Linked DNA regions of Sus scrofa: region 2 is linked to region 1. The links are chromatin contacts, called in public Hi-C maps. All regions are on one chromosome and are shown on one strand. The core of a region is the stretch at or near the end of the contact, and the rest is flanking DNA. Distances in the headings are between cores, read along the strand shown. Region 1 holds the start of ZNF529 (zinc finger protein 529). Region 2 holds the start of ZNF829 (zinc finger protein 829).

What was found. A called contact is a pair of places that touch in the nucleus more often than the background predicts.
Region 2: a contact with region 1 is called in a Hi-C map of liver, with 3 times the contacts expected there. The contact joins the promoter of ZNF829 here to the promoter of ZNF529 in region 1. A contact is called at or near these places in 1 of 5 promoter capture datasets (liver) and 2 of 47 Hi-C or Micro-C datasets (epiblast stem cells and liver).

Annotation. Positions count from the first base shown.
Region 1 is chr6:45,808,784-45,814,380 of Sscrofa11.1, forward strand. ZNF529 (zinc finger protein 529) reads left to right here and starts at 3,522. Exons shown (of 4, transcript XM_013998445.2): 1 at 3,522-3,660. LOC110261284 (a long non-coding RNA gene) reads right to left here and starts at 3,536. Exons shown (of 2, transcript XR_002345332.1): 1 at 3,396-3,536; 2 at 1-3,012.
Region 2 is chr6:46,118,061-46,123,657 of Sscrofa11.1, forward strand. It overlaps ZNF829 (zinc finger protein 829), which reads left to right and starts at 3,466. Exons shown (of 6, transcript XM_013998466.2): 1 at 3,466-3,742; 2 at 4,397-4,470. The coding sequence starts at 4,438. ZNF568 (zinc finger protein 568) reads right to left here and starts at 3,446. Exons shown (of 8, transcript XM_021097146.1): 1 at 3,275-3,446; 2 at 1,743-1,803.

The DNA of each region.
Region 1 (5,597 bases), core at 2,272-4,771:
AAGGAGATGCTAAGTGAAATATGCAATGAATAAGTGAACATGGATAAGGCAAGGTTATCCTTAAGGGAATCCTATCTCCAGGATGTTTCAAGATGGGAAAATGCTCGGATATGCTAGGAGAAAAAGATTATTTCGAAAGGAGAGAAGAACATCATCTCACCTGAGCCATGGCTTTATGATTTTCAGGAAAGGACCTTTGCTCTTTAGGATGCTTTTTAGAAAAATGAACAAGGGAGAAAGAAGCGAGGCATAAGAAACCATGTGATTGTGGCCATGGTGTAGGCTGGCAGCTGCAGCTCCGATTCGACCCCTAGCCTGGGAACTTTCATATGCTGCAGGTGTGGCCCTAAAAAAAAAAAAAGAAACCATGTGATGTGAAACCTCATATACCTTAGGGTTTCCATAACGACATGATTAAATCTGCCTAGTTAATAGTAAGCAGTTATTATTAAACATTAATATTTATCATGCTAAATATTAACCATTCTATAATACAGGTTAGGGAAATAAAAGAGACTTTTCCACACTAGAGGCTACAGTCAGATGGAAGAAATTTTTCCTTTACATGAAATTTAAATATTTATTTTTACAATAAATATTTTTATTAGAAAATGACTTTTAGTAGTTTCTGTTGTAACTCTGTTGGCTCAGGGGTAACAAACCCGACTAGTATCCGCGACGATGTGGGTTAAATCCCTGACCTTGCTAAGTGGGTTAAGGATCCTATATTGCTGTGAGCTGTGGTGTAGGCTGGCAGCTGCAGCTCTGATTGGACCTTTAGCCTGGGAACTTCCACATGACATGGGTACTGCCCTAAAAAGACAAAGAAAGAAAGAAAGAAAGAAAGAAAATGACTTTTAATTACTGAGACCGACCTTGTGATTCAAAGAATTTCAGATACTTTTCCTTAGCTAAGAGTAACTGAAAAAGTTATTAAATCACCCATAATTTCCAGAAAACCTCATTCAGATCTGTTAAAAGTAGTACACAGAGGTAAAAAAGTATTTTTCTGGTGTACTACCTATTGAACTCTAGTTATTTCAACATATTAGAATTAGTTTAGATTGTGTTCCAAGTATGCAATTCAGTAATCCAGAAATTATAATTTTAGGAGTTCCTGCTGTGATAACAGTGGGTTAAAAACCTGACTGCAGCAGCTCAGGTTGGTGCGAAGGGCAGGTTCCATCCCTGACCCAACTCAGTGGGTTAAAGGATCCAGCATTGCCGTAGCTGAGGCTCAGAATCAATCCCTGGCCTGGGAACTTCCATGTGCCACTGGTGTGGCCATTGAAAAGAAAGAAAGAAAGAAATTGTAATTTCAGCTCTTACTGTCTTCTTTTTTGAGTAACATATATAATTTTAAGGTGTACTATGTGACTATTTGATATATATATATATATATAGCCAAAAGATCACCATAATAAAGTTAGTTAACACCTCTCTCCCCTCGCAAAATTAGCCTTTTTTGCTTGTGGATAAGATTTAAGATCTAATCTTTTAAATTCCAAGTATATAAAAAAACAGCATTATTAATACTAGTCACTCCTGCTATAGACTAGACACCCCCCAGGACTTATTTATCTTATACCTAAAAGTCTGTCACCTTTGACTAACATCTCTCCATTTCTCCCACCCCCTGGCAACAACTATTATTCTACTCTCTATTTCAAAGAGTTTGGGTGGTGTTTAGATTCCTCATACAAGTGAGAACATATTATTTGCCTTTCTCGGTCTGATATATTCCACTTAGCATAATACCTCAGTGTCCTTCCATCTTGTCACAAATGGCAGGATTTCTTTCTTTCTTTAGGGCCAAATAATACTCCAGTGTGTTCGTGTTTCTTTTTCTTTTATTTTAGGGCCGAACCTGTGGCATATGTAAGTTCCCAAGCTAAGGGTCAAATTGGAGCTGTCACTGCCAGTCTACACCACAGCCACAGCCAAGCCAGATTCGAGCCTTGTCTGCTACCTACACCATAGCTCACAACAACACAGCATCCTTAACCCACTGAGCGGAGCCAGGGATCAAACACGTCCTCATGGATCCTAGTTGGGTTCATTACCACTGAGACACAACCAGAACCCCTGTTAGTGTTTCTTTATCCATTCATCTGTCAGTGAACACTTGTTTCCATGTCTGGGCTATTGGGAATAATGCTGCAGTGGAGACAGGAGTCAGATACCTCTTTAACATCCTGTTTTCATTTCCTTGGGATATATCTAATACTGCTATTTTACTTGATCAGTAACAGACATAATTCTGCAAGCAGAATCAAACCGACAGAGTTTCTCAGTCATTCATCAGTATCACTTATGCAGTGATCCACTTTCACAGTCATCATGGAATGAACACACAAAATCATGATAAATAAGACTTGGTATAGACACATTCCGTGTCCAATAATCTAACCCACTTCACAAAACCACAACTCAATGGGCCCTATGTGACATTCCTAACTCCATTGAACCCATCTCATAATTCTATAAAACAATACCAAGTCAAACTCGGAAACCACTTGATAGTCATGCAATCTCAAACACAAATCACAACTAATCGTTCTACAAATTTGTTAGCTTCTTAAAAAGTTAAATATAAACCTAACCTATTAGCAACAATTTTTTCCTCTTAGGTATTTCCTCAGAAGAAATGGAAACATGCCAGCGTTATTCGTAATATATAAAATCTGGAAATTTCAATGTTCATAGAGAAGAAAATGAAAAATCAAATTGTGGCACATTTGCACAATGGAATGCTTTCCAGAAATAAAAAGAAAGAAATACACAACATTAATAGATCTTACAGAACGAGGATGAACTAAAGGAGGCATATGGAATTGCAGAACTGACAAAACTAAATTACGAGGACATGTATCAGAACCATGGCTGGCTCTGTTGTGAGTCTGGAAAAGGACTCCAGGGAACTTCCTGGCGGTGAACACACCAGAGCAGTCAAACACGGCTCCTCGGTACTACGTGCCTCGCAGGGTGTCGGGGCTTTCTCTAGGGGCAGAACTGAAAACAACAACAACAACAAAACCCTCTGGTTCAGGACCACGGACCTAGGGTCCCACACGCACGTACAGTCCCGAGTGAAGTCCTCTCCTGGGCTCTCTCCCGCTGGAACTCCCTCCGCGCGGCTTCAGCCCTTCTTAGCCCGGCCTCCCTCCGCCGGGAGTCCCGATTCCCTCTCAGGCCCTTCTCTGCCGGGTTTCCGGCTCCCTCTTCCCTCCACGGCCTGGCGTTTCTGACTGTCACCGGGCCTTCCCGGCGCCAGGCTTCTTCGTCCGCTTCCTCGGCCCGCGCTGGGCGGGCTTCCGGTTCCCTTTTCTGCCCTCCCCGACCCGGGCTTGCGATTATTTCCTCGGCTTGCGGTCTCGTTCCTTACACGACCTTACCTCGCTCGCAAAGGGCAGTCACCCGTCACTTCGGCATCTGAAGGAACACCAGCTGCAACCCCTCTGCCGAGGGCGAGCGATCAGCGCGCCCTAGAACCCTCAGGGGTCGCGGGGCGCGGAGGAGTCTCTGCGGCTGGTGGGATCCACGTTCGGTTCAAATGTCTTTTAGGTGTTGGACTACATTTCCCACAGGCCCCAAAGCCCCAAATGAACTTCGACGTTTGGCTCCCCTTCCGGTGTCGCGGCGCTTGTAGGGCTATGCCTGGTGAGTTGAGGTGACCCAGGTCCGGCTGTGGGAGAGACAGGTGGTGAGGAGGCCTTTAGCTCCCAAAGCGCGGATGGGGCGTGTGCAGCTGGAGCCTCAAGCCTTGTGTGCATGAGCCGCGGAGGCAATTGTCTGTGACGGCGTCATTGCAGAGTGTTAGTTCGCACTCGTACGTGTGTGATAGAAAGCGAGAGCGAGTCAGAGGGTCTTGGGGCCCTGATTCGCATGGCTGGTATCTGACTGGGCTCGCGGGCTGTCAGGGGCGGAGCCTACTGTGTGACCTCGGTCTACAGGACCGTGGCCGAGAGGGTGTGTGACACCGCGACCGCGTGGTCCTGTGACAGCTCTGTTGTAAGTATGACTATTACGTGTGAACGAAATGGAGTTTTGTTTTGCTTTCAGTGAGCTTAAGTTCGGAGTTTTGTTTTTTTCAGTGAGCTTGTAGGAGTGGGTAAAATTTCTTTTATGGATATAGAATGTATATGTATACATATACATAAAATTATATGTATATGTAAACTATATCCCCGCGCCCCCCAGTACCCAGCGTAGTGCTTAACTTAGAGGGTAAAGGGAGTGTTACCCATCCAGGGTACCAATTGTAGGTTCCATAATTTCTTGGAATGTTTCCCTAGATTCTCTTCTGTCCTCACACCATGTAACCAGTTGGATCTAGCTGCAGAGAAATGATCGTCAAAGAGAAAGTCACGAATATCCCTCCTATAATGAAAGTTCTCAATAGAAAAGTACATGGTCAATCATGAGATGAGAGTTTAGGCTTGCACTTGCCTTCAAGATAGGCTTCTGGGAAGACCTGAGGGGGAGGGCACAGGTGCAGAAGTTTTTCCTGGGTTAAACTCCCTTGAATGCATTATGGAGGCCAGAACCACAGCATTCCCTGAGCTGTGGCCCCTAGATGTTGCTGGGAACATATATTCTAGCTCTGGGCATAGATGATGTTTACCTTTTTCTCTGATACTGGTAAAACTCCGTATTGTAGTTTCCCTCTTACTTCTGTTTTATGGTGAGTGATGGGCCATGTCTGGTGGTGGACAGTGTTTTCTTATTTAGCAAGTTTAGTCCCACAAGTCCCTTCTTGTACCTGTAGTTCCGCAAGTCCTGAAGTGAAGAGCATTGCTACTTAGTGGCCCATTCAAAGTCAGTTTGTGTTTGCTTTTTATTGTCATATGTTTTTGATTTACAAATCCTAGAAGATGTGCTTTCCTTCTCTTACATTTCCCTGCCTAAAAGATGCGTTTAATGTTGTCCCAGAGTTCTCTGAGACTCTCTTCATTTGTTTTCAATCTTTTTTCTCTTTTCTGTTCTGCATCCGTAATTTCCACTTCAGTCCTTCACCTCACTTATTCATTCTTCTGCCTCCTGTATTCTGCTGTTAGCTGCTTCTAGTGAATTTTTATTTGTTATTGTATTTTGCATCTCTTCTTGTTTAAGTTTTATATCTTGTATCTCTTTGCTCAGTGTTGCCTATAAGTTATCCATCTTTGCCTCCAGTTTATTTCCAATGTCTTGCATCATCTTCAGCCTCAACAATCTAAAGTCCTGGAGGTTGAGAATCTCCTGATCACTTAGCTGTTCTGGGATTTTTTTCTTTCTTCCTCATCTGGGTTATAGTTCTCTGTCTTTTCATTTTTATAGGTTTTTGGTGTGGTGACCTTTTTACAGATAATAGAGTTGTAACCTCTCTTACTTCTGATGGCTGCTCCCCTTGTGGCTGAAGTTGGTAAGGGGGCTTGCTGTATGGGAGGGACTGATGCCTGCCCACTGGTAGGTGGAGCTGATTCCTATCCCTCTGGTGGGTGGGACTTTTGTCTCAGGTTGGGATTAGAGGCAGCTGTGTGCCTGGGGGGGTCTTTAGATAGCCTGTTTACTGAGGGGTGGGGCTGTGATCCCACCCTGATAGTTGTTTGCCCTGGGGC
Region 2 (5,597 bases), core at 2,216-4,715, 310 kb after region 1:
GCTCACAGCAATGCAGGATCCTTAACCCACTGAGCAAGGCCAGGGATCGAACCTGCAACCTCATGGTTCCTAGTCGGATTTGTTAACCACTGCGCCACAATGGGAACTCCTGGATTCCAATATTCTTCATTTGAAATCAGAATTACACTAATATCACAGAGATATTGGATGCTAGATAAAACAGCTATTAAGAAATATTAATTTGTCATCTATGGTAAAAAAACGATATATGAGAGTAGACTAATCTTTACCCCGAATGACAGAAAAGAGATAGCAAAACAGAAATCATTCAATTATAGTAAGTTTTGACCAGTGTTATGCTTGGGATATACTCCTAATATCTCTCACACTGTTTCTATTTCTTCCATGGTAATTATCACTAAAAATTGTATAATTTATTTTATCATGCACATTGTCCACACTCTCACATCAAATACATGAAATTTTTGTGTGTCTTGCCACTGATAGTAGGTATTTAAAAAAATATGTTGATAAGCTGCTACAGACACTAGAGAAAACAGTATGCCAATGAAAAAAGTAAAAACAGAATTATTCTATGATCCATAAATTCCACTTGTGGATATATACTCAAAAGAACTGAAAGTAGGGCCTCGAACAAGTATTTGTACACCCATGTTTGTAGAAGCATTATTTACAATAGTCAAAAGGCAGAAATAACCCAAATGACAGATATAGATAAACAAAATGTGGTATATACAATCAACAAAATATTATTCAGCCTTAAAAAGGAAGGAAACTCTGAGGAGTTCCCACCATGGCTCAGTGATAACGAATCCAACTGGTATCCATGAGGACATGGGTTCAATCCCTGGCCTCAGTAAGTCGGTTAAGGATCTGGTGTTGCTGTGGGCTGTGGTGTAGGTCACAGATGTGGCTCAGATCCTATGTTGCTGTGGCTGTGGCAAAGGCCAGCTGCTACAGCTCCAATTTGACCCCTAGTCTGGGAACTTCCGTATGCCTCGGGTATGGCCCTAAAAAGACAAAAAAAAAAAAAAAAAAAAAAAAAAGGAAGGAAATTCTGACACATGCATGAAACTTAAAGACATTATGCTAATTTAATAAACCAGAGCCAAAAGGACAAATACTGTATGATTTGGTACACAGAGTATATAATGAGATACAAGGTAGATTAAGGACCTGGTTTTGTCACTGCTGTGGCTTGGTTGCTGGTGTGGCATGAGTTCCATTCCTGGCCTGGGAATTTCCACATGCCACAGGCACTGCCAAAAAAAAAATACAGAAAGTAGAACAGTGGTTGCACGTAACTGGGGGAACAAAGGAGTGGACAGTTATCATTTAATGGGTAGAGTTTCTGTTTTGCAAGATAAAAAGAGTTACATAAGAGTGGGTGATAGTGGCATGGCTATGTGGATGCCACTGAGCTCAACACTTGAAAAAAAGGTTAAGGAGGGAGTTTCTGTCATTGCTCAGAGGAAACAAATCAGACTAGCATCCATGAGCACAAAGGTTCAATCCTGGCCTTATTCAGTGGGTTAAGGATCTGGCATTGCCCTGAGCTGTGGTATAGGTTGAAGACGTGGGTTGGATCTGGCGTTGCTGTGGCTGATGAGGTAGGTCAGCGGCTACAGCTCTGATTCCACCTCTAGCCTGGGAACCTCCATATGCAGCAGGTACAGCCCTAAAAAAAGAAAAAAGGCGTAATAGAAAATAGAACAAATTTTTATCAGCAATCACAACAAATGTAAATGAATTAAACTCACCTATTATAATAACAGTCAAACACGATAAAAGGCCGGCTATATACTCTCATAAAAGACAGACCTGAAGTATAAAGACATAAAGGGGGTGTAAAATGAAATTCCTGGAAAATACAGTAACATAACCTGACAAACAATATTATCAAATAAAAGAGAACTTGGACTAAATGGTATCCACAAGGATAAAGAGGCATGTTGTAGATTGGAAATCTTAGTCCCAATTCTTCACAGGATTATACATTCACACTTTTTGCCATATAACTTTGCTTTGTCCTCTGACTGTGGGTGTAATTAATGTTAACCTTAGGCACCTGACTGGCTTTGGCTAACCCAATATTAGTATGATTGGGAAAAGAAATTTTTTTTTTTTGTCTTTTTGCTATTTCTTGGGTCGCTCCCACAGCATGTGGAGGTTCCCAGGCTAGGGGGTCTAATCGGAGCTGTAGCCACCGGCCTACACCAGAGCCACAGCAACTCGGGATCCGAGCCGTGTCTGCAACCTACACCACAGCTCACGGCAACGCCGGATCGTTAACCCACTGAGCAAGGGCAGGGACTGAACCCGCAACCTCATGGTTCCTAGTCGGATTCATTAACCACTGCGCCACGACGGGAACTCCAGGAAAAGAAATTTTAAGGATGCTTTTAAGATCTGTCTTGTACTCTGGTGATCCACCATGAGAAGAACATGTCCTGGTAACCACTGTCCTTTTAGCCTGAGCTGCAGAAAGAACGCCTATGGAGCAGGTCTGAATCCATTCTGCAGCCCATCCATCCAGGCAGGCCCAGCCTAGGTAAAATGAACATAAAGGACCTGTAACCCTATGAACAAGAAAATAAATGCTTGCTGTTGTATTCCACCGAGTTTAAGAGCTGTTTGTCAGGCAGCATTATTATAATGACAATAAATAATACATATAATAAAAAAAGCCAAAAGAAGGCCCAAAAAATAAATAAATAAAATAAATCTGGACAATGTCACCAAAGGAAAGAGGGCTAACAAAGAGTGGGCAATGAGGAAAAAGGACCACTTGAAACCAAATACAATTTTTTTCAAGCGGTTACCAATTATGCCTACACAGAAGTCAACTCAGGCAAGACAAGAACCACTACACAAATTACAATTGCCAACACCTCACCACACTCACACATTGCACATCCACCTAGCAATTACACAAACAACACCACAAACGTTTTCATAAATCACAATCACGAACATCACCATTACACATCCTATCACAATTACTCCATCACACTCATACACAACCACACCCCCATCACTCTCACATCACCACAATCTCTCTCTCTCTCTCACTCACACACACACACACACACACACACACACACAGTAACTCTCCACCACAGTTTCTCGTTCTGAGAACTCCAACAACTCTCCAGGAGCATTCTCCGCACTGCCGCTACTCCAAACACTTGGGGCCTCCTTAAAGGCTCCACCCCTTTAGCCGCGCGCTGATGCTGCCCAGATGGCTTGAGCCCCTTCCTTAAGTCCCGCTCTGGGGACACGGCAGCGTCACCTGCCGGAAACGCCCGAATGCACATCTAGCGCGCAGTTTCCGAGAGGATGGATGAAGGAGACCCGAGGAAGGCCCGGGCCAGGCGCTGGCAACGTCGAACCACCCCACCGCGTCTGCCTCCCAACGGACGTTCCACAACACAACACCTCCCAGAAGGCCTCACGGCTTGACTCAACTTCCGGCCAGAACAGAGGGGGCGTTTCCTGTGTGAGGGAGACCGGGGTGAGCCTGGTCGGCTCAGGTGGTTAAGCCCGAGTGCCCGAGCTACCGCGCGTGGCGTCTCTGAGGCCCGACTAAATTCACAGTTGCGGGGGCAGTCGATCAGGGTGAGCCCTAGCAGGGCGCTGAGAGAAATCAGCTGTGGGGCCCACTGTGGACCACATTTCCCAGAGGGCCTAGCGGCCGGTCGCTCTTCTCGCAGGAACTCGAAATTTGCGTCACGCCTGGCGGGACTGTTAGATCCATGAGGTGGGCGATCGTGGGCCCGTGGGGCACTGGTTCAGCTCTGCGGGTTGGGATCCTGGGGGACCTGGAGGAGGCTGAAATTGAGGAGGCCAGAGGCTGATACGGAGGCTGGTGCTTGTGCCTGTGCGGGCGGAACGGACTGAAAAAGGGGAGATTTTGCGACCCTTTTGCATATGGGGTTGTGACCGTGTGTCCCTATGGTGGTGTGTGATTGTGACCACGCGACACTAGGATACCTGCGGCTATGCGAATGTAACATGTGTTCCATGGTGAGTTTGGTATATTATCTGTGTTGCCATGTGTGGTTCTATGTGTGCAGGTGTGGAGTGTGTGTTCCCTTGTTTTAAGTATGTCTGTGCCTCATGAATGTAGCACCGCGTTTATGGGTAGGAGGCTCCTGTCAACTGTGCGATTGTTACTTCACAGCTCTGTCTCTAGGAAACCTCTGTGAGGTTTGGTCAGACTTTAGTCCTCGACAGCTGTAACCTCAACTTTCTCCTGAAACACTGAAATTGGGTGGGACGCCCCATTTTCCTCTGATCTCCATTCCCTGAGTGTGTGCTGAGGCTTAGGGCTGAGACTGGGGCTGAGCCCTGACTTGACCAGTTTGAGCAATCAGAAAAACCTGGTGTCTCAAACTATTACTTTCTCATCTAGTTCTACCCTTTGCCAAGTGAGGAGCAGAAGAGAAGGAAAGAATGCATGCTGAACTTCTACAAGCAGTGTCCAAAGTATGTTGAAGTTTCTTTTTTGCTTTCCTTCTTCTGAAAATTAATGCTTAATAAAGATATGTCACTTGAGGAGTTCCTGTTGTGGCTCAGTGGGTTAAGAACCCAACAAATAGGACACAGGTTCAATTCCTGGCCCTGCTCAGTGGGTTAAGGATCTGTGTGGCCATGAGCTGTGGTGTCTGCTAATGTGGCTTGGATTTGGCGTGGCCATGGCTGTGGCTGGCAGCTGCAGCTCCAGTTTGACCCCTAGCCTGGGAACTTGCATATGCTGCAGGTGCCACCCTAAAAAGACCAAGAAAAAAAAGATACCTCTCTCTCCCTTTTTTTTTTTTTGTCTTTTCAGGGCTGCACCTGTGGTACATGGAGGTTCCTAGGCTAGGGGGTCCAACTGGAGCTGTAACTGCTGGCCTACACCATAGCCAGAGCAACACAGGACCCGGGCGATGTCTGCAACGTACACCACAGCTCAGGGTAATGCCAGATCCTTAACACACTGAGAGAGGCCAGGGATTGAACCTGCATCCTCGCAGATTCTAGTCGGGTTCACTGACTGCTGGTCCACGTTGGGAACTCCAAGGATATGTCTTTTGATTATAGGTTCTTATAATTTTCCCACCAGAAAAAAGTATAATTGATTCTATCGAAGTGCATAACTCCCATATTCCTAATATTTACGTATTTGGAAAATGGGTCCATTTCTGTTTGCCAAGTTTTCTTTTTAAATGCAGTATTTATGGAGTTCCCGCTGTGGCTCAGTAGGTTAAGAACATGATTAGTATCCATGCGGATGTGGGTTCATTCCTGGCCTCACTCAGTGGGTGAAAGGATCCAGTATTGCTGCAAGCTGTGGCAATAGGTCGCAGACATGGCTCAGATCTGGTGTTGCGGTGGCCCTGGTGAAGGCCAGCGGCTATGGCCTGTTTTGACCCCTAGCCTGGGAACCTCCATGGGTTTGGCCCAAAAAGCAAAAAAACCCAAAAAACTATTTATTATGATTTTAAAATAAAGTATGGCTATTTTAGAGATTTCAAAAACACAGAATTCCCGAGAAAAAATGAGACCACTCAAATAACTAGTGATAATTTTTGGTGTATTTTCATTATTTTTCCAAAATCAAATTATACTTA